Regions from separate parts of the Mus musculus genome. Here all the other regions are linked to region 6. Evidence: chromatin contacts called from public HiChIP or PLAC-seq, Micro-C and promoter capture Hi-C data. All regions are on one chromosome and are shown on one strand. Each heading gives the region's core, a stretch centred on a gene start, on an enhancer-like site or on the middle of the called end of the contact. The rest is flanking DNA. Distances are from core to core; before and after follow the strand shown. Region 1 has its middle 140 kb from the start of 4930423M02Rik. Region 2 has its middle 170 kb from the start of 4930423M02Rik. Region 3 has its middle 120 kb from the start of 4930423M02Rik. Region 4 has its middle 42 kb from the start of 4930423M02Rik. Region 5 has its middle 72 kb from the start of 4930423M02Rik. Region 6 holds the start of Ubxn2b (UBX domain protein 2B).

What was found. Promoter capture Hi-C pulls out the DNA fragments that hold promoters and counts their contacts. A called contact is a pair of places that touch in the nucleus more often than the background predicts. HiChIP or PLAC-seq counts read pairs in DNA pulled down with a chosen protein or histone mark.
Region 1: a contact with region 6 is called in a promoter capture Hi-C map of stem cell-derived epiblast-like cells, with 3 times the contacts expected there. The contact joins the enhancer-like site here to the promoter of Ubxn2b in region 6. A contact is called at or near these places in 9 of 39 promoter capture datasets (the 3T3-L1 cell line, 3T3-L1-derived adipocytes, cranial neural crest and 5 more) and 2 of 115 datasets of contacts at active chromatin or transcription factors (astrocytes and bone marrow-derived macrophages).
Region 2: a contact with region 6 is called in a Micro-C map of the AtT-20 cell line, with 7 times the contacts expected there. The contact joins the enhancer-like site here to the promoter of Ubxn2b in region 6. A contact is called at or near these places in 8 of 39 promoter capture datasets (the 3T3-L1 cell line, 3T3-L1-derived adipocytes, cranial neural crest and 4 more) and 1 of 484 Hi-C or Micro-C datasets (the AtT-20 cell line).
Region 3: an H3K27ac HiChIP or PLAC-seq map of embryonic stem cells shows a contact between it and region 6, with 9 times the contacts expected there. The contact joins the enhancer-like site here to the promoter of Ubxn2b in region 6. A contact is called at or near these places in 3 of 39 promoter capture datasets (hippocampal neurons, maxillary cranial neural crest and stem cell-derived epiblast-like cells) and 4 of 115 datasets of contacts at active chromatin or transcription factors (astrocytes and embryonic stem cells).
Region 4: a contact with region 6 is called in a promoter capture Hi-C map of second pharyngeal arch cranial neural crest, with 4 times the contacts expected there. The contact joins the enhancer-like site here to the promoter of Ubxn2b in region 6. A contact is called at or near these places in 10 of 39 promoter capture datasets (the 3T3-L1 cell line, cranial neural crest, embryonic stem cells and 5 more) and 1 of 115 datasets of contacts at active chromatin or transcription factors (astrocytes).
Region 5: a promoter capture Hi-C map of second pharyngeal arch cranial neural crest shows a contact between it and region 6, with 4 times the contacts expected there. The contact joins the enhancer-like site here to the promoter of Ubxn2b in region 6. A contact is called at or near these places in 12 of 39 promoter capture datasets (the 3T3-L1 cell line, 3T3-L1-derived adipocytes, embryonic stem cells and 6 more) and 3 of 115 datasets of contacts at active chromatin or transcription factors (astrocytes, craniofacial prominence and stem cell-derived neural progenitor cells).

The regions. Positions count from the first base shown.
Region 1 is chr4:5,492,436-5,496,182 of GRCm38.p6, forward strand. No RefSeq gene overlaps it. Among named protein-coding and RNA genes, the nearest start is that of 4930423M02Rik, 140 kb to the right of the region's middle. Within about 2 kb of position 2,061, at least 9 of the 459 cell types and tissues checked have an H3K27ac peak or open chromatin away from gene starts, as enhancers often do.
Region 2 is chr4:5,463,343-5,467,242 of GRCm38.p6, forward strand. No RefSeq gene overlaps it. Among named protein-coding and RNA genes, the nearest start is that of 4930423M02Rik, 170 kb to the right of the region's middle. Within about 2 kb of position 2,334, at least 2 of the 459 cell types and tissues checked have an H3K27ac peak or open chromatin away from gene starts, as enhancers often do. A contact at or near this core is called in the AtT-20 cell line, where this site is marked.
Region 3 is chr4:5,513,203-5,517,093 of GRCm38.p6, forward strand. No RefSeq gene overlaps it. Among named protein-coding and RNA genes, the nearest start is that of 4930423M02Rik, 120 kb to the right of the region's middle. Within about 2 kb of position 2,474, at least 10 of the 459 cell types and tissues checked have an H3K27ac peak or open chromatin away from gene starts, as enhancers often do. A contact at or near this core is called in embryonic stem cells and stem cell-derived epiblast-like cells, where this site is marked.
Region 4 is chr4:5,588,366-5,592,217 of GRCm38.p6, forward strand. No RefSeq gene overlaps it. Among named protein-coding and RNA genes, the nearest start is that of 4930423M02Rik, 42 kb to the right of the region's middle. Within about 2 kb of position 2,161, at least 5 of the 459 cell types and tissues checked have an H3K27ac peak or open chromatin away from gene starts, as enhancers often do. A contact at or near this core is called in second pharyngeal arch cranial neural crest, where this site is marked.
Region 5 is chr4:5,558,116-5,562,273 of GRCm38.p6, forward strand. No RefSeq gene overlaps it. Among named protein-coding and RNA genes, the nearest start is that of 4930423M02Rik, 72 kb to the right of the region's middle. Within about 2 kb of position 1,981, at least 13 of the 459 cell types and tissues checked have an H3K27ac peak or open chromatin away from gene starts, as enhancers often do. A contact at or near this core is called in second pharyngeal arch cranial neural crest, where this site is marked.
Region 6 is chr4:6,188,553-6,192,726 of GRCm38.p6, forward strand. It overlaps Ubxn2b (UBX domain protein 2B), which reads left to right and starts at 2,553. Exons shown (of 8, transcript NM_026534.2): 1 at 2,553-2,661. The coding sequence starts at 2,578.

The DNA of each region.
Region 1 (3,747 bases), core at 811-3,310, 700 kb before region 6:
CTAAAACCCTGTAGCCTCTGGTTAGCATTGTGTGGTAATTTGAATAAGAATAATCTCCATAGCCTCAGAGATTCCAATGCTTGTTCACTTGTGAGTGGCACTATTTGGAAGTGAGGCCCTTTTGGATTAAATGTGGCCTTGTAGGAAGAAGTCTATTACTGGGGATGGACTTTGAGGTTTCAAGTGCTCAAACCAGGTGCAGTCTCTCTCTCTCTCTCTCTCTCACTCTCTCTCTCTCTCTCTCTCTCTCTCTCTCTCTCTCTCTCTCTCTCTGTGTGTGTGTGTGTGTGTGTGTGTGTGTGTGTGTGTGTGTGTGTATGTATGTATGTGTGTATATGTGTGTGTCTGTCTGTCTGTCTGTCTGTCTGTCTGTCTGTCTAGGTCACCCTCTGATTCTCTTCCTCTCTCCCCTCCTTCTTCCACTCCCTCCTTCTCCCTCCATCTTTCTGCACTCCTACCTCTCTCCCTCCCCCTCTCCTCCCTCTCTTCCTCTCCCACAATATTCCAGAAATCAAATCAAAGAAAGCCTCCCTGCAGGACTCTCATCATGCTATACATAGTGGCTCTCTATCCTAATGAAGCTTCCTCTGACCTGAACGTTATAAGCTATAGGTTATGATGGTATATATCACATAATAAAGCTTACCTAGAAAGTGATTTATCTCTGCTTCCCCCATTTATAAACCCCTTGCTTAGTCTAATTAATTCTAAACATAAATTTGGCTCTACTCTAATTAATATAAACACATTAGCAACCTACATGTATCCTCTTACATCAAGATTTGTCTTGAAACAGTCTTCCCTCAGCCCCTTTCTGGTAAGAAAAGTTGTCAGATGTGAGAGCCCTTTTCCAGCTTACTTGCTAGGGCTACACTGTAGTAATTGGGAAGGGAAATGCTCAGTTTGAAGGTGGACTTTGGGATTTCAGTTTCAAAACGGAGAAATTATCTGTATCATCTACTTTCACATATAACCAAGTTTGTGTAGAATTATCTTATAAAATCCAATATTGTAGTATTTACTAAGAAATATGCTAAATGATTTCATTTCAAGTGATTAAAATGCTGGTGTTAATTTTTTTCAAAGAAGAAGAGAAAGAGGAAGAAGAAGGTAGCCTTATATATTGTTTCTTTTTCTGTTGGTGGTGATGATGTTGTTTGCTACTTTAGACATGTCAGACCCTGGCATCTAACCTGATCCAGAATACGTACAAAAGAGTAAACGCTGGGCTGGAAAGAGAGAAAAATACTCATGTTTCTCAAAGATGAAATCCTTCTGTTTCATGGACCTGAATATCTGCCATGGCCTGCTTTAATTTTGCACTCATCACTACTTGTCTTAAAAGTGAATATTTGCGAAGATAGTATTCTTTCTCTATTCATTTCAACATAACTAGATAGTCACATTCTCTGTCACTTTCAAGTGTGTTGTGGAAAGCTTAGCAGAGGCTACGTAGCAGGAGGGATCCACCTGATTTATACCATTGATAACAAGAAACTTAGAAATTCTGCTATTAAAACAAAGGTGACTCTGGAGGATTTTTCTTTGAGTCATCTGTACAGGTAAACAGGCAGCATTTAATATCTCAATGTGTGCTTGATAATCCTGTAGGCATTTCTTCCCCGAAATAAAGTGCAGACATAAGAAACTAAGTTTCAATTCCTCTTCAATCCTTGAAAGGTTGGGTTATTTCAGAATAAGTTCTTAATCCAGGTCACTGGTGCTTGGTGCAGAGAGGTATGACTCATTCCAGTCAGCCCAAGATACATCTGAGAAATGTTACACCACTTGCCATAAGCAATGACCATTATCACAATTCCCATCTCTCAAATTCTGTCATCACTTGTGTTGAGAGTTTCCTGAGTCTGAGGGAAGATTGAGGTCAAAAGTCACAGAAACAGAAGATCTTTAATCCATTCTGGATCATGTAGCATCAACAGAATGTTCTATTTAGAAATAAATGAAACTATTTCAGAAACACTCCAATATCCTAAGAGTATTGCTAAGTAAAGCTACCCATATGCATGGGGTAGACTCTTAACAGATATGTTTATGAATATAAACCCTTCTGTAGCCCCACATTTCTACTTGGTATGCATTTAGATTCTTCAAGTAATCTTGTTTCACATCTTGGCATTTCAAAATAAAACCTACTTTTATGGAAAGTGCTCAAGTTTTAATGGTGATGATTACTAATGAAAAGCATTAATGTTTAAATATTTCAAAATCATGCCAAGATAAACATTAAGCTTTTCTGTTAGCACACTGAAGTAGATTTTATATCCCCTGAAATTTAACCAAAAGCCTTGCTCTAATCTTCACTGTAGAGCACATTGGAGGTGCAATAGCAGCTGTGATAACAAACAACCGGGCCTTTAGGGCTTCTCTGTTCAGAAACTCTTGTGCAAAGTTGCTGTTTATTGAGGTTACATGAGGCTTTAGTCTTCAGGCTGTTTTTATTGTATTCATAAATTGCCTCTATGAATTACCAGAGTTAAGGAAATAACTTCTGTAGCAATTTAGCCAAATGAGTTAATCTTAAACCATTGCTCCTGCCTTTTACTCAAGAGTAAAGTCATAAATACTGCTTTTATGATAGTTATTAAAAAGGTTTCATTCCTTTGAAGATGATATCTATATGTAAAACCTCCCCTCTTGTTATATAGAAGAATCTGATGCAAATAAAACTAAGGCAAAAATTTAAATGGTGACTGTGAAAATGAGGGACCAAAACAAAGTGTGTGCTGCTTGGTTCTGTCTCATTACCTCATACAAAACGGCATGGCAGCTGCATCAGTGTGAGACAGATGGATAAAAAAGTGTCTGTCCAAGGGTAGAGAGTGGGTTTGGTGGTTAACAGTACTGGCTGCTCTTAATCAAATCTCCAGGTTTGATCTCCAGAACCATCATGGAGGTTCACATCTCTAACTCTAGTTTCAGAGTATCTAAGTACTGTCTTCTGGTCTTAATCAGTACCAGGTATGTCCATGGTGCACAGACATACATTCAGGCACAACCCTCATCCATATTTTAAAAATAAGCAAAATCTCAATAAACAATTTTTAAGACTTTGCAATGGTTTGGTGACATCTTAGTAATTCAGCAGCTAACAACTGTGGAGGCATAGTAGTAGTGGTCACATGGCTTTCACTTTCCAATGTCTATTCACATAATCTCCCCTGTATGCATATGTCTGGAATTAAATTTATCCTTTGTACAGGGTACCAATTAAATGGACTAAGGTGAACAAATTTTAATGTAGTTGTTTATATAAATTCCATAAATTCGCATTCTAGATTATTTCATCCTGAATTATTCTTCAAACATTGGTATCTTCATTTTCTAGACTTTGTATTCCTGAAACAAGTACCTCAAACAAACTGCTCATGAAAATGTTCAAACTTTGGAGGCTTCATATCAAAACAGCATAATATAGGTATCATGGCCAGCAGCAATGTTTGGGCACAAGTAGTTAGATCTTAGACATGGAACAAACAGAAATGAAGTGAGGCAGTCTGAAGGAATGTGAAAGGCAGCCTGTTTTCTGGTTGAGCAAGGCTTACTCCAGAGACCCAGTAGAAAACTCTACAAGGGACAGAACAGTGAGCCTCGTTCCCCGACATAGGTGCTTGACACCATGGAGCCCCCAACTCCATAATCCTGTGACTATAAATCACACAAACAATGTCCCAAGCTCCTGGTATTCTGGCTAGACTCCACCCTCACCTTTACTGAGAATAGCCAGGT
Region 2 (3,900 bases), core at 1,084-3,583, 730 kb before region 6:
CCGGGCCTTTCCACTGACCAGTTAAAACATCCTTCCATTTGACCATTTCTTTTGGTCTATCAGGGTCTGAGCTATGTCGCTCAGCTGCAGAGTGTCCCTGCTCGTCGAGATTCAAAAAATTAAGTGTAAAGAGTGCCATAGATACCGCTACTCTTGGCACTGAGGGCAGAGTCTCATCAACTCCCCTTTTTGTTTTATAAGATAAGATTTGAGTGTGCGGTGGGCACGTTCCACAATGCCTTGTCCTTGAGAATTACAAGGAAGGCCAGTCAAGTGAGTGACATCCATTTGATGACAAAATTGTTGAAATTTAGTAGAAGTATATGCTGGCCCATTATCCGTTTTAAGAATTGTGGGCTTGCCCCAAGCACTCCACGCTTCTAGGCAGTGCTGTATAACATGAGAGGCTTTTTCACCTGTTAAAGGTGTGGCAAACATTACACCAGAGCAGGTGTCAATAGAAACATGTAAATATTGATTTCTCCCAAAGGAGGAAATATGAGTGACATCCATTTGCCAGACCTGCAATGGCCTGACGCCACGAGCGTTTACACCTACATGAGGAGTAGGTAAAAATTGACCACTACCTCTGCACATAAAGCGGAGGTGCACTAGGACCCTGAAGCCGACAGTCCGGAGGCCTAGCAGCAAGCTGGCTTTCGCTAGCCGCTTTTTGCCTTTTTCTGGACTGAGTAGCTCGTTTTTTATCTTGCTGGTACCTTTCTCCCTTATAACGAACTGCTTCCTCCTCCAAGTCCGTTTCTTCAGAGGCGCTAATCCCTTCATCTGGTTCTGAGTTACTAAGAGCTAGCTGCTTAAATTCATCCAGTGGCGGGTAGAGGCTCCTTTCCTTATGTGCCTCTCCAGCTCGATCTCCCTTCTTCTCTCCCTTTCCATCCCTTTTTCTTATCTCTCCCAAGGCATTCTTTCCTTTATATCTCTTTTCCTCAGGCTCAAGGCCCGTGGAAAGGCCTAAATTCTTCAGTGCACTTTGTTTCCTCTCTACTTTTACTTTCTCTCCCCGCTCTACCTCTGATAGACTTTCTTGAATTTCGTCCAGAACTTTCTGCCCCGCTTCTACCATTTGCTGACAATCCTCATCTGTTAAACACGATTTCACCAATTTCCATAGCGGCATAATCCCTGCTTTAAGTTTGCCTTTCTGCTGTTCCCTAACTAGATCTCCTTTCAGTTTGTCCCAAGAGGCGACAGTTAATGACCCTGAGCAAGCATACCATGGTGCGACACGGTCTATCTCTCTGACAAATCCCTCTAAGGTCTTAGTGGTGATTTTTAGGCCACACTGCTTCAAGACCAAGCGTAAGACTGGGAGCGTAAGAATGGGAGATTCCCATACTGCCGCTGTTCAGGCCTGACCGCGACTGAAATTGGTCACTGTCCAGGCGCTGTCCAGGCCTGACCGCGACTAAGAACCAGTCAGCAGTTCCAGTGGTGGAAACAAAATGAAACCGAAAGGAAAAGTGTAATCGCCGTGCAAACAATCAAAAGGGCTTCTAACTCTGAAGAAATTTCAAGATTGTACGTACCTTGTAGAGCCTTTTGTCCCACGGTTCTGATTCTGCCCCGCGAACGAGGGATCTTCCTTGCGCCGGTGTGATGACAGTTCCCGGGTTCTTCGGCGCCACTTATTGCGTCCCGCTCGACCGGCAAGAAAGACGCAACAAACCAGAATCTTCCGCGGCAAAAGCTTTATTGCTTGCTTCTCAGGAAGATCCCGAACTGGGAAAAATGGCGCTGCTTTTATATCCCGCAGCGTGACGTTTCAGCACCTGATATGGCGTGACAGCTCCCGATTCGTTGCTTGCCCATCACCCCACTATTACACCCCGAGAATGGGAGTGACTAGGAGTGAATTCACTCTCGCACCTGCGTGCAAGGCTTGTTTACTAGTTAGGCACAGCGGAGGCCCGCGCCATCTTATAATGGCGATTGCTCTCGGCACACACGGCTCTCCTCAGAGATTACTGGCGGCACACATGCGATTGCTCGCAGCACGTACCGGCTTTCCACACCCCACCTTGTGAAATCTTATACCAACCTCTTCAGTTGAGGTCCAACCAGGCAGTCCAGGTAGGGGAAGAGAACCAATGGAAGGCAACAGAATCCAAGACAGCCCCCTCTCCAACTGTCAGAGGACTCACATGAAAACCAAGCTGCACTTCTGCTACAAATGTATAAAGGGCCTTGATCCAGCCTCTGCATGATCTTTTGTTGGTGGTTCAGCTGCTGTAACCTCCATGGGCCCAGGTCTCTGTAGGTCTTGTGGTGTCCTTGACCCCTCCAACTTGCTCAATTCCAACCATCACTCTTCCGTAAGACTTCTCAATCTCTGCCAGATGTTTGGCCATGGGTCTCTGTAGCTGTTTCTATCCACTGCTGGATGAAGCCTTTCAGGAGACAGTCATGCTAGGTTCCTGGCCATCCATGAGCATGGGAGGTTGATAATTATATTTTATTGTTGTCTTGGTGTTAGATGGTGATAAGTAGGTTGAAATGTGGTGAATTCTAACGAAGGAAGAAGGGATAAAAGCAACTAGAGTTCTGTAGCAAGTCACCATGGACCTTTGGAGTCACCCAAATGAAGGGGCCAAAGAAAGATTGTACAGATAACCTTCCAAGCTCCTCATTTCACATATGATGGCTGGAAAGATCTCAGTGGGGATTGGACTGTTATTTGGTAAGTCTCAAAAGAAAGTAAGCATACTAGGTGAGGGGAGTGTTTCTGGCATCCAGCCAACCAGGTTGAGGTCATCTGAATAGAGGGGATCAAGAAGGGAAATACAGGCATACAGGCAGCATACCTGAGTCTCAAGGCCACATAGGATGGCCAAAGAGGTTTACATATTTTAATTTTTAAAATTTCCAAGTGCTTTGTTTAGCAAAACATATTTATTTCATCTTTAATTTTATGTTACATTGTTTTTTTTTAAATTTCCATTTCTAATTATGATTGATTGGGGACAGGGTAATCTTTGAAGTATGGTACACACAGGTAAAACAGGATACTCATGTTGGGAAGGTTTGTTTGGTTTGGTTTTTAATGTTTTAGTAAGATCTGTTTCTTCTTTAGGTTACTCTCAATGTGAGCTGTCTGGTTCTAGGTACTAGATAATGTATCTTCTAGATTTTGCTATAAAGAACATGTGTTGAAGTGGATGATTTCTATGATGATAAGGATGGAAAGCATAGGAAATAATTTACTAACCTGGGACTCTGCTTGGTTTGGATTATGCACACCTCACCTTTTTTTTTTTTTACATTTTATTTTTGCCTTTTATTAAACATAGATTCTTTTCTCATACAATATAATCTAAATACAGTTATCTTACCCTATACTCCACCTAGATTCCTCCCAATCTCCTCTCACATCTGGATCTACTCCCTTTCTGTCTCCTATTGGAAAAGAGCAGGCTTCTGAAAGATAATATGACATAGCAAAATAAAATATAATAAGATAAAAACAAAAACCATCATATCAAAATCAGACAAGTTAACAGAAAAATAAAATAAAAGAGTAGGCACAAGAATCAGAGACCTACTTGTTTACACATTCAGGAGTCCCATAAAAGAACTAGACTAACTGGGGCAGTGGTGGAGCACGCCTTTATTCCCAGAACTTGTGAGGCAGAGGCAGGTAGATTTCTGAATTTGAGGCCAGCTTGGTCTACAGAGTGAGTTCCAGGATATCCAGGGATATACAGAGAAACTCTGTCTTGAAAAACCAAATAAATAAATAAATAAATAAATAAATAAATAAATAAATAAATAAATAAATAAAAGAACTAAGCCAGGTATATATTCAAGATACCTGGTACATTCTGTGCTTGCTTCTTCAGTCTCTGTGAGCTCATAAAAGCTTTGGTCAGTTGTTTTAGAGAA
Region 3 (3,891 bases), core at 1,224-3,723, 680 kb before region 6:
ATTTATTTATTTGGGAAAATCCACCTAACACAACACTGAGGATTTTTGAGTGTTCAGTGAAATGAAGAGCCACCAAAGAACAGGATGTCAACAAATGAAGTGCTAAGATATAATTTGCTTTGATAATGATTCATGAACCAAAAATATTACTTTTACACAGTAAAGAAGAATTTTACCAGAGGCAGCAAACAAAGGAAGCCAAAGCAGGAGACAAGAAACCACACAGTACAAAAAGCAGAGGAGCTGTTGATGTTCTGTTCAGGAATTTGTCTCCTGTGCTGATGTGCTCAAGGCAGTTATCCAGTTTATATTCTATTAGATTTAGTGTGTCCAGTTTTATGCTGAGGTCTTTGATCCACTTGGACTTGTGTTCTGTGCAGGGTGGTAAATGTGGATCTACTTGCTTTCTTCTACATGTAGACATCCAGTTAGTCCAGCACTATTTGTTGAAGACACTTTCTTTTATCCATTGTATTGTTTTGGCTTCTTTGTCAAATATCAAATATTGATGGGTGTGTGCTTTTTTTCTGGGTCTTCAATTCTATTCTGTTGATCAACCTGTCTGTTTTTATACCAATACCATACAGTTTTTATTACTATTTCTCTGTAGTACAGCTTGAAGTCAGGGATGGTAATACTTCTAGACGTTCTTTTATTGTACAGGATTGTTTTAGCTATTCTGACATGTTTTTGTTATTGTTGTTTTTCTGTATGAAGTTGAGAATTACTCTTTCATGTAAAGAGTTGTGCTGGAATTTTGATGGGAATTGCATCGAACCTGTAAGATGGTAATTTTTACTATGATGGTTCTACCAATCCATGAGCATGGAAGACTTTTCTTACTTGTGACATTTTATTCCATTTCTTTCTTCAGAGATTTGAAGTTCTGAACAGAACACTAACGGCACTAAGATCAACAATTAATAAATGGCATCTCATGTAACTGAAAAGCTTTTGCAAGGCAAAGGACACTACCAATAAGGCAAAACAGCAACCTAAATGATGGGAGAAGACCTTCACCAACCCTACACCAGACAGAGGACTGATATACAAAATATATAAAGAACTCAATAAACGAGACATCAACAAACCAAATATCCCAATTAAAAAATGGGGTACAGAGCCAAACAATTTTCAACAAGAATCTCTAATGGCCAAGACACACTAGGAAAATGTTCAACTCCCTTAGCCATCAGGGAAATGCAAATCAAAATGACTTTGAGATTCCATCTTACACCTCTCAGAATGGTTAAGATCAAAAACTCAAGTGACAACAAATGTTGTAAAAATGGTTACATATTTATGTACTCAAAGCTGCTTGATTCTTTTAAGTATATACCCAGAAACAGAATTCTGGATAATAAAATAATTCTATTTTCAATTTGAGAAGGAGTAATCATCATAATTTCCTATGGTTCTCCATTGTGGCTATAACACATGATGTTCCAACTTATCCAAATCCATGCCAACACTTGCTATTTTCCGTTGTGTCATTATTGATTGATGATATCACCTGATGGTTTTGAGTTATATATCATGGAATATTAACAGTAATGAACATCTTTCCATTTATTTATTGGCCATTTGTATGTCTTCCCTGGAGGACCATCTATACAAGGCTTTATCATTTTATTATATTGTTTATTCTTTTGCATTTTAACAATATCTATCCATGCTTCAAGTTAGGCTGTTTTTTATTACTTACTAATTAAAATGTATTACATTTAATAGCAGTTAATTTAGAGAACACCTATCTATAGAGTATTCTCTCCAGACTCAGATATACAAGTGAATTTAGAGAACAAATTTAGGAGACTAGATTATTTCCTGTGCAGTTTCTTTTTCTATTAGGGAACAGCATATTCCTGCATTTAATTAATGTATTCTAATTAAAGAGTGATAGAACATTGCTTATGAAAATAAGGAAACAGGACTTCAGTTCTGTCATTTTATGTGACCACTTGTTTTTGTTTAAAGACAGTAGTGTGTTGGGCTCAACTTTTTTAATTTGGTAAATGCAAATGTCAGTTTATGCCACAGACCCTCTTGGTCCCCTGTCTGCGTAGAACGGGGTCTCTGGTTGTAGATGGGCAAGGAGTCAGTGAAAATGACAGACAAATTCAACACTAGAGGTTGTGTAGAATCTGAATGTAATTTGTCAAGTCGAGCATCGAACTTTTTATACAGAAGAATAACAAGAAACCAGGCGAGATACATCCACCGAGTTACAGTGACACAATACAAAAGGAATGTATACAGCAAAAGAAGGCGGGGACCAGGCCGAAGCCACTAAAAAGGGAGCCAGGTGTAAAGCTAGTCTATTCTTAAGCCCACCACCAGGGGTTCTTCGTAAATGCCTGATTTATGCTGTTTCTTTGGGCCAAGTGAAGAAACCTGTCTCAGGGGGATTCCCTAACACTTTCCTGGTGTACCCACCTGTATGCTAGGCCATTGTGAATTCCCTTGTCTGGGTAAGACTGGTTATTGTCTCAAGTAAACACTCCGCAGACCAGCCCGAGCTATTGGGCTCGGTTCTTTGTAATGCCTAATTAGTTTCACTGTCTCTACTGGAAGTAAATTTGAATGTTACTGAATAGGTAACCTTCTCACTGAATTCCTACTGAATTCCCAGTTTGTTGGCTTCAAGGATTTTCTGGGACATTGGAACACTGGCAAAGGCTTAGCTATGTCAGAATTCAATCTTAAAGGCACTTATAATAAAATAATACTAAAAGAGAGCACGTGGATCCATACACCAGACTAACTCGGGGATAGGGTATACGGGTTATTAGAACGCCAAAGTTCCAGGAGGTGAGTTTCTGTGAAACTCTTTGCCTCATGAGTGCTCCCAGGCCTCGCGGCCTGCCAAGCAAACTTCACTGGAGTGTGTGTAGCAATGCATTAGTAACAGCTTTCTAATGTTTTATTTGTTTTCAAATAATAGCAATGAGACAAGAAAATAAAGGCTAATAATTTGAATTGTTTCCTGTATAAGATTTGGAAGTCTGGGATATGAATTTGCTTAATATTACTGATTCTTGTGGTGTAATCAGCAGGTTCAATAAAATTTCTAGTGCCAGTATTTCTAATGTGACTACTATTACTGTGTCATTTAAATGTTATTATTTTTAAAAATCAGTATATTACCAAAGAACAACTTAAGTGTCCACTGTGGGAGTCTCACACATGAGGAGTGCCATACCAACACAACCTGTGTCCATTTTCTCATTTCTTTACTATTTAAGGGGTGACAATGGGTGACTGTGATACAGTCCATGCAGAGGTGACCTTGTCACAGAACCAAAGTTTATGAGAGACGTGACTATTACCCCCGTTATTCCTGGAAGTAATGTGGCATGATTAAAATCATTCTTTATCAGAGTGACATTTTAATACATTTAAAACATGATAAAGTGATGAAACAGAGCATGTAAGCGTAGGAGGTAGCTGAACCAACAGCTGTTTGTATCACAGCAGTACTGTCCCAAATGCTCACACTGATTTCCTCCATGGTCTTATGTGGACCATGATATCACCTTATAGAGTGTGGCTAACTGTACCAGTCATCAGGGCCTGATCTAATAGTATCCCTTAAGCCATTCCCTAGGACGTGGAAGCCACGATAGCAGTCCATCTGTTTGGAAGTGGCATGTATCTGCATAGAATGTTCCTGGTGGATGCTATGTGCCAGTTGTTGAATGATGAGCTGAGAAATACCTAAGGCAGCCAGAGTCAATTTTCCCCATCCTTTTAGTTGGCTCTGAGGGATGAAAATGTCAGTGTTTCCATAAATCTAGACTGCCTCAGAGATCCATCCAAATTGGCCACTGCCCTTTCTGCTCCACATAAGTCCTACTGCCAAGCGCCTCCTTTCTGTCTCTTTTCAAAATA
Region 4 (3,852 bases), core at 911-3,410, 600 kb before region 6:
ACCAGGGATATATGGAGGAAGAAGAAAGAAGAGAGGAATTCGCCATGAGTATAGATGGATGATGATGAGTGCATGGCCAGAAGAAACAGTAAATATCTGGGGTACATCACTGGGGAGGTAGCCAGGGCAGCAGTTACAAGAGTAGACTAGGGGTAACCTCCCAGTAATTTTCAAACCCAAATAAAATAACCAGTCTGAGTTCTGATTTATTTGTAAGCTAGTCGGGGATAAGTGTTAATTGATTAAGCTACACCTTATTTGTTCCCTTTTACTTTTTTCCATTTCAGAATACTGCTTCTTTTTATTTACATGGGAGTAAAATGTTTTTGTCCATGTGTTGGTGTTTGCATTCTATTGCAGGCAGAACAAATCAACACAAACTTAGCAGGAGATCAGCAGTCCATACCAAGGGCTTTTCACAGGTCAGAGCCAGGTGTCTGCGGCTGTGCCACTTTTGGTGAGCTCCAACAATGAGCCTGTTTCAGTCAACTGAGTGCTGGACTCACCCTTTAAGACCCGCTTTCCCCTGGCTGGTGGTGGGTCTTTCTCAGCCTTCAATGTACACTCACAGCTCTGTGCTCCATCAACAGAATAACAGAGCTTTTACTCTCCCGCTGTCTCAGAACTCCACTTACTTGAAGCACTGGGGTGCATAGCTCCCCTTCACCATGTGGGGCCCATAGAAGGCTAAGGGGTCTATTCAGTTAATGTTGGGTAATCTCTCAATGTTAAGGATTAGAAACCTTAATCAGATCTGAAAACCCCTTCAGAGCAGAATCTAGATGAGCCTTTGATAAAATAATCAGAGGACAGGAATCCTGGGAGATATCTTAGGAATTCCTGCCAGCAACAAAACTTGACTCTTAAAAGATAAACACCAGGATGTTTTCCTAGCCAGAAGTTAAATTTTGTGTTGTAGTTTTATTATTCCAGATCTGTATTTTCTCCACATTACCTATTAATAACAAATACATTCAAATTGGGAGCTAAACTTAGATAAAAATTCAGTTAAAGTTCAGATAAAAGTACTTTTCATCAACACATGTATTGTTTTATGTAATATAACTTTATAATTTGTAAGCACACTGAGTTTTATGAGCTGAAATAAATGTGAATATTTTCATACAGTTGTATATAATGATATATGTATTCTATATGCATGTTTGTGTTCAAGCATTTGCAGAAAATAACTTTCATGTTTATAAATACAGTCATGAATATATATGTATGTGTGTGACAATATTGTAACATATTTGGATGACATCATACTCCTAAATGTTACAATTTAGATAGAAAATAAAGAAAAATTATGTAAAGCACTATGCATTAATTTTGCTGACTTTTTTCTTTGACTATCAATAGTGCTTAATAAAATTACTTCAATTTTATGGATAAAATATTTGTAAGATAAACATGTAGAAATAGTAAGACAGGAGAAATTCACTGAAATAAGTAAAATGTACACTTGGTCAGAATTGTATAGTGCTGATGAACTTTGAAGATTTGAGAATTCTCTGTATTGTGAAGAAAACAATCACACACTCACATATACACATACATACATACACACACACTACACACAAACACCAGCGTTTTACTTTACTGTATAGTCAATATAGGACAATGAATGAATGAATGAGTGAGGCATAGTAATAGTTAAAATTTACTCTATGAAATACTTAATGAAGTGATGTAATGAAACTGTCTAAACATTAATCTGCATTTTCTCATCAATGAAAAAGTATAATTAGATGCTAAGATCCCATCCAGTTTCACTGTCTGTGACAATTTACAATGTTTTCATTCTGTATTCTCACAGCTTCATCCAACATATTCCCAAATGTTCATATGTAGCAACAATAAAAATGAAGTTCTCCCTGGGGACAGTTTTTAAGACAACTGAGCAAAGCTTTGTTGTAAGATTTTATTACAATCATGAGAGATGCTTGGACAAGTCACTGAAAATGTGGCTTCATGCAAAGCACTTACCTTTCTGAGCCATACAAGGAAAGCATGGAGAAATGCCACTTCCTCGGAGTGAAAAGAGGCGTGGGACTTGTGAGTGATGAGGATTTTCATTCAAATAATTGGCCTTACTACACATAGGGTACAGGTTGTCTCCTAAATCTGGAACCTTCAACACTGAGTTAGGTAGAGTGGCATTAGCATCTAACATTTTTCTTATTGCATGTTAACTGCATATAGCTTTGAAGCTGAACGGTATATGTGCTGGGGTCTTTAGGAAAAGACAAGTTATTAAGCCCCTAAGTATTGTGTACTATATCAGATTCGCATTGTTCCTGTTCCCTCGTCTCTGACATTTTCACCGTCCTTACTAAAGGCCATTTCCTCTCAATCTGTCAACAATGGAAATTGAAAACAGCTGCTCACCAACCCTGTGGATAATGGTTTCTCTGTGCACATCATGCCAGCAGGTCTTATAGGTCACTGCCAATATTTGAGAGGTCAGAGAGAAGAATTTTAAAGTTAAAAGAAGCTTTAGTAGTTATGAAATCCACCTTCTACAAGGTAAGATGGCTAATGGCTACAAAGATACAACTAAATTGGAGAAATCACTTCTAATGTTCTGTAGCAAAGTAGAGTGACTACCATTGGTGATAATAAAGTGCATATATTGAAATATACATGAAAAATAACAAGTAAAGAGTAGAGAGATGGTTCAGCAGTTAAAGTCCCCTGACTGTGTCCTTTGAAAACCTGAGTTTGAGTTTCAGCACCCACATGGTGGCTCACAAAGGTCTGTAATTTCAGTTAGAAGGGATCCATGTCTTCTTCTAGCCTCTGGGGCCACTGCACACAAATGGTGCGCAGATAGACATGCAGGAAAAAAAAAGGCCTATACACATAAAAATAAGTACATTTTTACTAAATGGTGTTTGAGGTAATAAATATGCCAGTCACCCTGACTTCATCACATACGTGTGTGTGTGTGTGTGTGTGTGTGTGTGTGTGTGTGTGTGTGTGTGTGTGAAAATTTTACTGTGTGTGTGTGCTAGACTCTAGAACTTCTGACTCAGATTATACCCACACCAAGTTCCCTTCCCATCCTGGGTCTTCCTTTGTCTCCTCTTTTCTTGACTCTCTATTTTCTGGATCCCATATGTCTTTCTTTTCTGATTAATTTTTGTATATAGTTGGAACACAGTCCTTTGTAGCTCACTGTAAAAAATAGTGTAGAAATACTCTAAGGTTTTAAATGTTCAGAATGGCTTTATTTGTCTTCTCAGTTACTTGATATCTTTGGCATGTATCTATCAGGAAACCATTTTCCTCAGAATTTTGAAAGTATCACTCACTGACTTTTGATTCCCATGGTTGTAATAAGAACTGATTTCGTCAGATTGATGGCCTTTCATACATACAATTTTCAATGATACATTGTTTTATCTCTGAAAGATATTGTGATATCTTTGCTACCCATGCTCTGAAATTTAACAATGATGTCTCTGGTTCTAAAGACATCTTCATCTACATCTACCTCTACATTGTGCTTTGAATACCTTTGGTCCATATTATTGAGTCTTTCTATTCTGGGACAGAAGAATTTCTTCTTCAATGTTTCCTTCTCCTCTGTTACATAATTCTTTTGTCCTGTGCCTTTTATTCCGATGTAAAGACTTCTGAACACTTTCTGATGTTCATATCTTTTCTCGTTTTGGATACTTTGTCTCTTGCTGAGCTTTCTGAGAACTTTATCATGTTATGGTTATTATTTATGATTTTCTATTTTTATGTACAAGAGAACACTATCACCACTTTATACTTACTAGGATACTGTAATTTGTTGTTTTCAGACAAGATTAATTAGTATTGGCGGCAAACACCCTTACC
Region 5 (4,158 bases), core at 731-3,230, 630 kb before region 6:
ACAAAGTTTCCCACTTCTTTAAGAATTGTCTCTCTATTTCTTGCTCATCTTGCTTTTCTATTGCTTCTGCCCTGGCACCAGCCCTGTTATTTGGAACTAAGTCAACAGCCCATTTACCTATAACCACTTTCATTTCTACGTATGGTTACCAAAGTCACTGACCGAAATATTGAGCTGTCTTTTTGATACCTGAGAACAGATACCACAGCTTCATTCCTCTCACAATATCAACTCAGACCCTTCTTCAACAAGTTTTGTCTGCAATGCTTCTGGTAGCATATTCCTTTATCCATGCTCTTGGATTTCCTCTCTTCTCATTAAACTTTAGCGGCATGCATTATACTGTGTCCAATCATACAAGTATCTACAATTATTAATCACCAGGGAACTATCAAGATAAGACATTCTCAAGAGTATCCCCATCAAAACATTTCATAATTTAAAGAAACTAAGCAACTAGAAGGTTCCTTCAATTTAAATTATTGTTTACTCCACACTCAGGACATTAACCCATATATGGCAATTTAAAATTTCTCTAAGCAAGTCCTAATGAGACCTAGATGCACTGGCTTGAAGGTATTGAGGCTTCCACAAAGCTTGTGTATAGTATAACTCATCACTAGGGTAGCAGTTCAGAGTTCACGGGCTAATATGAAAAGCATCAAAGAAGGAATAGGCAGAACATGATGGACATGACCTGCATGATCCATCCACAGGATCTGGGGCTACAAGGGCATCTCAGTGTGGTTACTTCCTTGGTAGTAAATTTTGCACCATGAATTTCAAGTGTCATCTTTGAGAAAGGAACACAGTCAGGAAAAGTGATACTAACTCCTACATGTTTTCTTAACCAAAGGATCATGTTTCACGTATTCACTGAAAAAACTCAAATGTTATGATACATATGTTTTAAAGTTCAGGATTTATCCTAAATACACTACATAATGTGTATACAGCCAAAAAGTGAATCCCACTGCCCTAAGATGAGACTGACTCCTTCTTTGTTTGTTCTAAGAGCTTTCTTCACCTTTTACCCAAATTTAAACAAGCAATTTTCTTAATTTAGAGAAAAGAGTTGCTAACTAATAAGTAATCTACATGTTAATTTACTATGATTTTATTTAAATCTACTGGGTCCAAACTGAAGATTATGGTATCAGTTCAGTTGCTCAGATTTCTTTATCTAAAAGTTGCTATTTTGTAAGCAAAACAAATCATTTTATGTTGGGACATTTTATTACTTACGATATTTCCATGAATGTTATGCCATCCCATTTGTGCAGTAAGCCTTGTGGTAGGAGGTATTTTCCAGTCTAGCAATGATACGATGTTAAGAAAGCCTGAGCACTTGTCTGACATGTGAGGTGAGCTCTACCATGGAGGATGTCTGCATATCATTCCTTCCTAAAGTCCCCATCCCTAGTAGGTACCAATGAGAGGACTCTGGGCAGTAAGAATGGGAAACGTAGTCTCTGGCATTTTAGGATCCCTCATATAGGTCAACTGAGATCCTGTGAGCAGTTAACTAAAATATCTCCACAGGTGACAACTACAAGAAGCAACAGGACACAGGCTTATAGGATGGGTGCAATTAACAGTGAAGAGATTCCCAACCACGGATTTGGGTAGAGTTAATCATATGTCTTTAAGCCTAAAATGTCACTATAGTGCTGAAACTTCCATTGTCTAGAAACCTTTCTTACAATATTCCTGTTAGTCTATTAACTGTGGGATAAGTCAAGATCTAACTGTCACTCACTCTGTGAAAACATTCCACAAAAGTCACCCAAAGTGCCCCAGAAAATCTCAAACTATAAATGACCTGATAACTTGATTGCTTAAAAAAAAAAAAAAGGCTCCATGTTGTATGTTTTGTCACAGTGATAACTATGGCTTCCTTCAACATGGCACAGAGTGGGATAAGAGAACAAGAGACCAGTGATTATTGAGAAAAAAAATTAGAATGACTCAAGTAAGATGAACTCACAGGAAATGAACTTTCATTAGCTCGGGTGCCTCCATATGGAACTACTTGGTAGGTCAAGAGCTTTCCAGAAAACCATATGAAACCCTGGGAAATGTCTGCTTTGGATGCAGGAAATCCCAGGGGATTTTTGTGGATCCAAATCTTTGTTATGGAAAAGAAACTTTGAGCTTAGCCTGGGAAGTTTGCTTTCTGGGAGACAGGCCAAACTCAAAGCTGATGTGATTTACAATAACCTAGTTAATCAACCATAAAAATCAAGGTTTTATCATTTTTTAAGAGATAATCACACACTGTAATTTTGCAAAGTAAGGCTTACTGTGAGAAAACGCCGCACTTTAGTGAGGGTATGTGTTTATCTAAGTGACTCTAAATCTAAGGATTTCAGACCAGAGCTTTCCTTCTCCATAAATATGCAATAAGTCATTGGGCCATTGCTTGCCCATGGTTTTATAGGAAAAAAAATAGTTTAGTGTTCTTTCCAGACTTAAGTATAGCTTTGGCAATTACTTAGGTATTTCTTAATAAAAGGAATTATTTTTTCCTTGACAAAAGAAGAAATTCATCATTACTTTTGCATAGTGCAAAGCTGAGTTTTATAGAAACAGAATTTTGAAGGTGGAAGAGAGGTGAGCTCATTCTTACTAACGTTGCATGGTCTGACACGATTTCTCTTAAATAAACAGAATTTGATATTTTGAATTTTTTAAGGCAGACTATGTAGAATCATGAGATGAAATTTATGAGGATCTAAATCTCCTGGCAAGAATGTTTTGAGGATAAGACAGAAATGAAAAAGAGACTAGTGAACTGGTGATATGATCAGTAGTAAGACCTTACCTAGAATGTGCAAGGACCTGGGTTTCATATCCAACACCAAACAGAAAGAAAGCTAGAAAAAAGGGGGGCCGAAGGAATGAGAAAAAGATTAAAAAAAAAAAAAAACCAGTGTCATACTTAAACAGTGGAATTTTATCCAGCTCTAAAGAAAAACATGCAGGTTTGGATCATACCAGAAAATGTTTCCACTGAGGAGAGTAGCCCAGACTCAGAAAGAGAAGCATCACAGTTGCTCACTTACACAGATGTTAGTAAATTTGGAGTGTCTGTTGGATCCAGGAAACTAGAAAGGAACCATCAGTGGAGAGAGGGAAGAAAGATCTTGAAAGAGGGGACACAGGAGAACACAGGTGATCTAAAAGGAAAAGAAGAATAATGGGGAGGGAGGTTTAAGGGAGGAGAGGAACCTAAGGGTAGGAAGGGTGAGGCAGTTTGGCTTGGAGAAAAATAACTAACACCAAGGATATTTGAAAGGGACATACACAAAACCTGTATTTTATAAGCTTTAAATGCGAATATCCAGATAAAAGGCTTAACTGGAGTTATTTTGCAAAGAAATTTACTCTCGTCCCAGAACCTGTAAGTTGTTGGTTAAAAAGCCCAGTGCCAAGTATGGGACAGTTTCTCTCTAGTTACTGGTCAAAAGTGTCATGGAGAATCCTCCAAACAAGGTTGTGCAAGGCACTACCCTTTGTGACTGATTGCCTATCAGAACATTATGGTAAGATTCTTTTGCTAAAGACATCACATGGTTTGATAACACACATTTTGCTCATAGGACATGGAGAAATCACATTGATATTGACCAGGATACTTTCTCAATGATTGCTAGATTTCATAAAATTAGAAGCTGCTAGGCAGGTACCTGAGGACAAAAATGTCATCAAAAAGTCTTACTCAGCTGGGAACCCTGTGAACTACAATAATAGTAAGTGTGGCAGGATATGTCATAGGTGCAATAGTGTCACAAGTATTATGGGGATAAGAAACTACTTTCTGATTAATTAAAAGTCCATTCCATAGGTAAAAAACATATCTCTGGTAGTAGATATCTGACAAGAATAGTTGGGGAGCTCACAGAGCTCCTAGGAACTTCTAGTATTATTCTGCTAACTGGTATCACTCTATCCATAGATTAGTGCATCTCTGAGACACTTTATGAGACGTCTCTTTGTGCAGTGATGGTGTCTAATGCAGAAATTCACAACTGTCTAAAGTACAGAGAATTATTATCAATGGAATGCTCAGCTGCAAATAGGACATTCATATCACACTTCTTCCCCAAGACTCAACACTGAATAAGATGGGAAAGACTGTAAGTGCAAGTAGTCATG
Region 6 (4,174 bases), core at 1,303-3,802:
ATGGAATAGAATTGAAGACCCAGAAATGAACCCACACACCTATGGTCACTTGATCTTTGACAAGGGAGCTAAAATCATCCAGTGATAAAAAAGACAACATTTTCAACAAGTGGTGCTGGCACAACTGGTAGTTATCATGTAGAAGAATGCGAATTGATCCATTCTTATCTCCTTGTACTAAGGTCAAGTCTAAGTGGATCAAGGAACTCCACATAAAACCAGAGACACTGAAACTTATAGAGGAGAAAGTAGGGAAAAGCCTCCACAATATGGGCACAGGGGAAAAATTCCTGAACAGAAGAGCAATGGCTTGTGCTTTAAGATCAAGAATTGACAAATGGGACCTCATAAAATTGCAAAGCTTCTGTAAGGCAAAAGACACTGTCAGTAAGACAAAAAGGCTACCAACAGATTGGGAAAGGATCTTTACCAACCCTAAATCAGATAAGGGTCTAATATCCAATATATATAAAGAACTCAAGAAAATGGACTCCAGAAAATCAAATAACCCTATTGAAAAATGGGATTCTGCCCCACCAGGGGAATCCATTCCATAATCAGCCACCAAACGCAGATACTATTGCATATGCCAGCAAGATTTTGATGAAAGGACCCTGATATAGCTGTCTCTGGTGACTATACCAGTGCCTAGCAAATACAGAAGTGGATGCTCATAGTCATCTATTGGATGGAACACAGGGGCCCCAATGCAGGAGCTAGAGAAAGTACCCAAGGAGCTGAAGGGGTCTGCAACCCTATAGGTGGAACAACAATATGAACTAACCAGTACCCCCAGAGCTTGTGTCTCTAGCTGCATCTTCTTCTAGTAGCAGAAGATGGCCTAGGAAGGCCCCTTGGTCTTGCAAACTTTATATGCCCCAGTACAGGGGGATGGCAGGGCCAAAAAGTGGGAGTGGGTGGGTAGGGGAGCAGGGTGGGGGGAGGGTATAAGGGACTTTCGGGATAGCATTTGAAATATAAATGAAGAAAATATCTAATAAAAAAATTGAAAAGAATTGTCACAGTCTCAGTCTTGCTGTGGTCTCTCCAGTTGGACTGATTTTCATTACTCAAGGCCACATCTGGTGACCTTGGCCCAGTAAATAAGCCTGGCTGCTTACACATCAGAATCTAACTTAGCCCAAAACTCTAGTCTAAGGCTCTTTCTGACCACCTCATAATCGCTTCTAAAAAAAAAAATCATTTCTAAACAACCAGGTAGTATTTTGCTGACATGTGTAAGATGTTTCCATTATCTGTCTTAGAACTTATCTGTGACTTTTTACTTGTGGTCTTTCCTGGCCCAACAACTGTGAAAAGTTCTTCTCCTTCAAGGCCCAACATTAAAAGGTCATTTCTTGTCAAAAACATGATGGGAATTTTTAAGGCAGAATGTGTATCAAGACAGCAATGCAAGGTTTGGTAACTTGTACTGCTAGTTTCTAGTTTAATTATCATTTGCCTCGCTCAAGTACATCATTACATACTCAGCAATATGAGTGGAGCACTGTTGAGTTAACTGAACTGGGGAGAGGGACCATTATCCTTTGCCTTCTGAGTCTCAAGCTGAAAATAAAACTGAACTAAATAAATTTTCAGGAGAAAAGGACACACATTTTATTTTTTTTAAAACAATCATGTGATTAGCGTCTTCGTGGGAAACCTGAAAGCCTGTGTGGCTGTATCTACATACCAGGGGCAACCAAGAAAAGTAGCTAAGATGTGGATTTAATTCTAAAAGGTCTGTTGCAGACCTCTCAGTTTCATCTTCTCTACCTCATAAGTTTTTGTTTTTGTTTATTTTTTTTAAGTGCTCGAAACTCAAAGAACAGCCAAGGCAGCAGGCTGTAGGCTCCCACCTAGCATGGTACACACAACAGGCACCAAGAGAGTATTCTCCATTCACATACAGTCCGCGAGTAATAAATACTCTTTGCAAAGTAAAGTGTACTCTGTTACCTGCTTATATCTTTCTTTCCCTTCCTAGCTTATAAATTTCATAAAGGCTTCTTTTTTTTTTCTTGGGAGGCAATTCTTGGAGGTGTAAGTGTCTGGGACTTAAGATGAGAGTTAAGTCAATCCCAGCAGAAAAGAAGATGGCTTAAGAGTCTCCATTCTCATTGCCAAAAGCTTTACCGTGTTTCCTATCCTCAATACGGATCCACTCAGAAGGACTAATTTACCATCCAATCCTGGATAAGGGAAAATGACAGATAAGGGGAAATGAAAGGTGGAGTTGTTCATCTGCTAAGATATTGCATTGTTGAGTTAAATGAACTTGGAAGACAACGCTGCGCTCTAAAGGCAACCTACAGCATCTCCCAGCGAGTCGAATGGTGACTATAGAGAGATCTCAAAAACTGAAAAACTGGCGAGCCCTGCGGACCGGAACCCTACAGCGAGTGCGCACCGGCTGGTGGGGGGAAAAGGAGCCCGGAGGAACACCACGAACCCGGCACGGCTCCGCCCCCTCTCCAAGGCAGTGGGAGTCACGGAGTGGCTCCGCCCCTTCCACAGTCGCTAAGCAACCAACCCCGGAAGTCGCGGTCCGGGGCAGGCGCCGCAAGCGGGTGAAAGATGGCGGAGGGTGGCCGTGCGGAGCCGGAGGAGCAGGAGCGTGGGTCCTCCAGGCCACGGCCCCCAAGTGCGCGGGACTTACAGGTGCGCAGGCATGGAGCGCGGCGGCGGCGGGCGAGAGGGCGTGGGCATGGCGGGCGCGGGCCAGAGCCACTTTGTACCTCACCTGAGCCTGTCTCCGGAGAACTGGAGGGTCTCTCCTGGAGGCGCATTGCGGAGGGGTGCGTGTGGAATCCTGTGCCCTAGCCTCAGGCGGCGGTACAGGGGTTCCCTTCACGCTGGATGCACAAAGCAAATGTCATTTTGCCGAGCCATCTGGGTGCCTCCCAGCTGATGCTGCCTGCATTTGGGGAGTTGCTGTGGCCAGTGATAAATCAGCCATCACTAAAAAAGTAACTTTAAAAATGACGCGTGCTGGTTTGTTCTCCTGGATGCTTTTTCACGTTTGATGATTTATACATTAAAAGCACTTTCTTCTCCAAAAGCCTGCGGTTTTGCAGGGGAGAGCTTAAAACAGTTCAGGCTTTGGTCACAGCTCGCTTGAAAGAGTTCACAAAACAGCTTAACAGAAATAAAACTCAGCAATGTTAGGATGCTGGCATTAGCTAAACACTTGTCCGATGCTAATACTGCTTGTCCATTTTAGCCTTTTTTTTCTATCTCCTCATGAAATCATTGATAAAACTCAAACGATTAAACATATATTAGGGGTTATAGTTCAGAATAAATGAGCCTGGATTCGCAAACCTTGACAGAGCATTTTTATAGCAGGTCTTCATTCTGTAACCAGACGTACTGACCGTTTGCCATTCTAACTTTGTGCTGAAGCTCTGGGAAATGTGGATACAAATAGGACATCAAATCCAGAAGTAGTAGTGGATACTGTTGTGTGCTATCAAATTTTGTGAAAGGTCTCAGATTTGAAACAGGCTTGTAAAGCAGCTTTACAGACCAAGCCAATGCAGAATTCTAATGGTATTAATTGAGCACTGGTTGGTTCCGGTGACCCCGGAGCCAGTTAGCTCGTTATCTTAGAGTAATTGTCACTGTGATGAAACACCATGACCAAAGCAGCTTGGGGAGGAAAGACTCATGCTTCCACTCACAGTTCCTTATCAGACAGGACGTCAGAGCAGGAACATGGAGGCAGGAGCCGATGCAGAGGCTATGAAGGGTGCTACGTACTGGTTTGCTCCCCAAGGTTTCTTCAGCCTGCTTTCTTATAGGACCCTGGGCTCACAGCCCCGGTTTGGCACCACCCATAGTGTGTGTGGCCCTCCACCATCCATCACTAATTAAGAAAATGCTCCAAAGACTTGCCTACAGCCTTATGAAGGCATTTTTTTTTCATCGAGCCCCCCTTTCCCTGATATCTCTGGCTTTGTCAAGTTGACATAAAACTAAACAGCACACTAGTGAGGCAGTGTATTTTCTGTGTCTGGCTTGCTAGTTTTCATAAAGTCACATCTTATTGTCACTTGGAGTTTTCCCAACATGCTCTGGGTCTAGAAGCTGCCTCATTCAGGAATTCTATTTTGTTTTATGAATAATCTAGGTTTAATTGTCCTGAACAGTCTCTATTTTAACCACATATAAC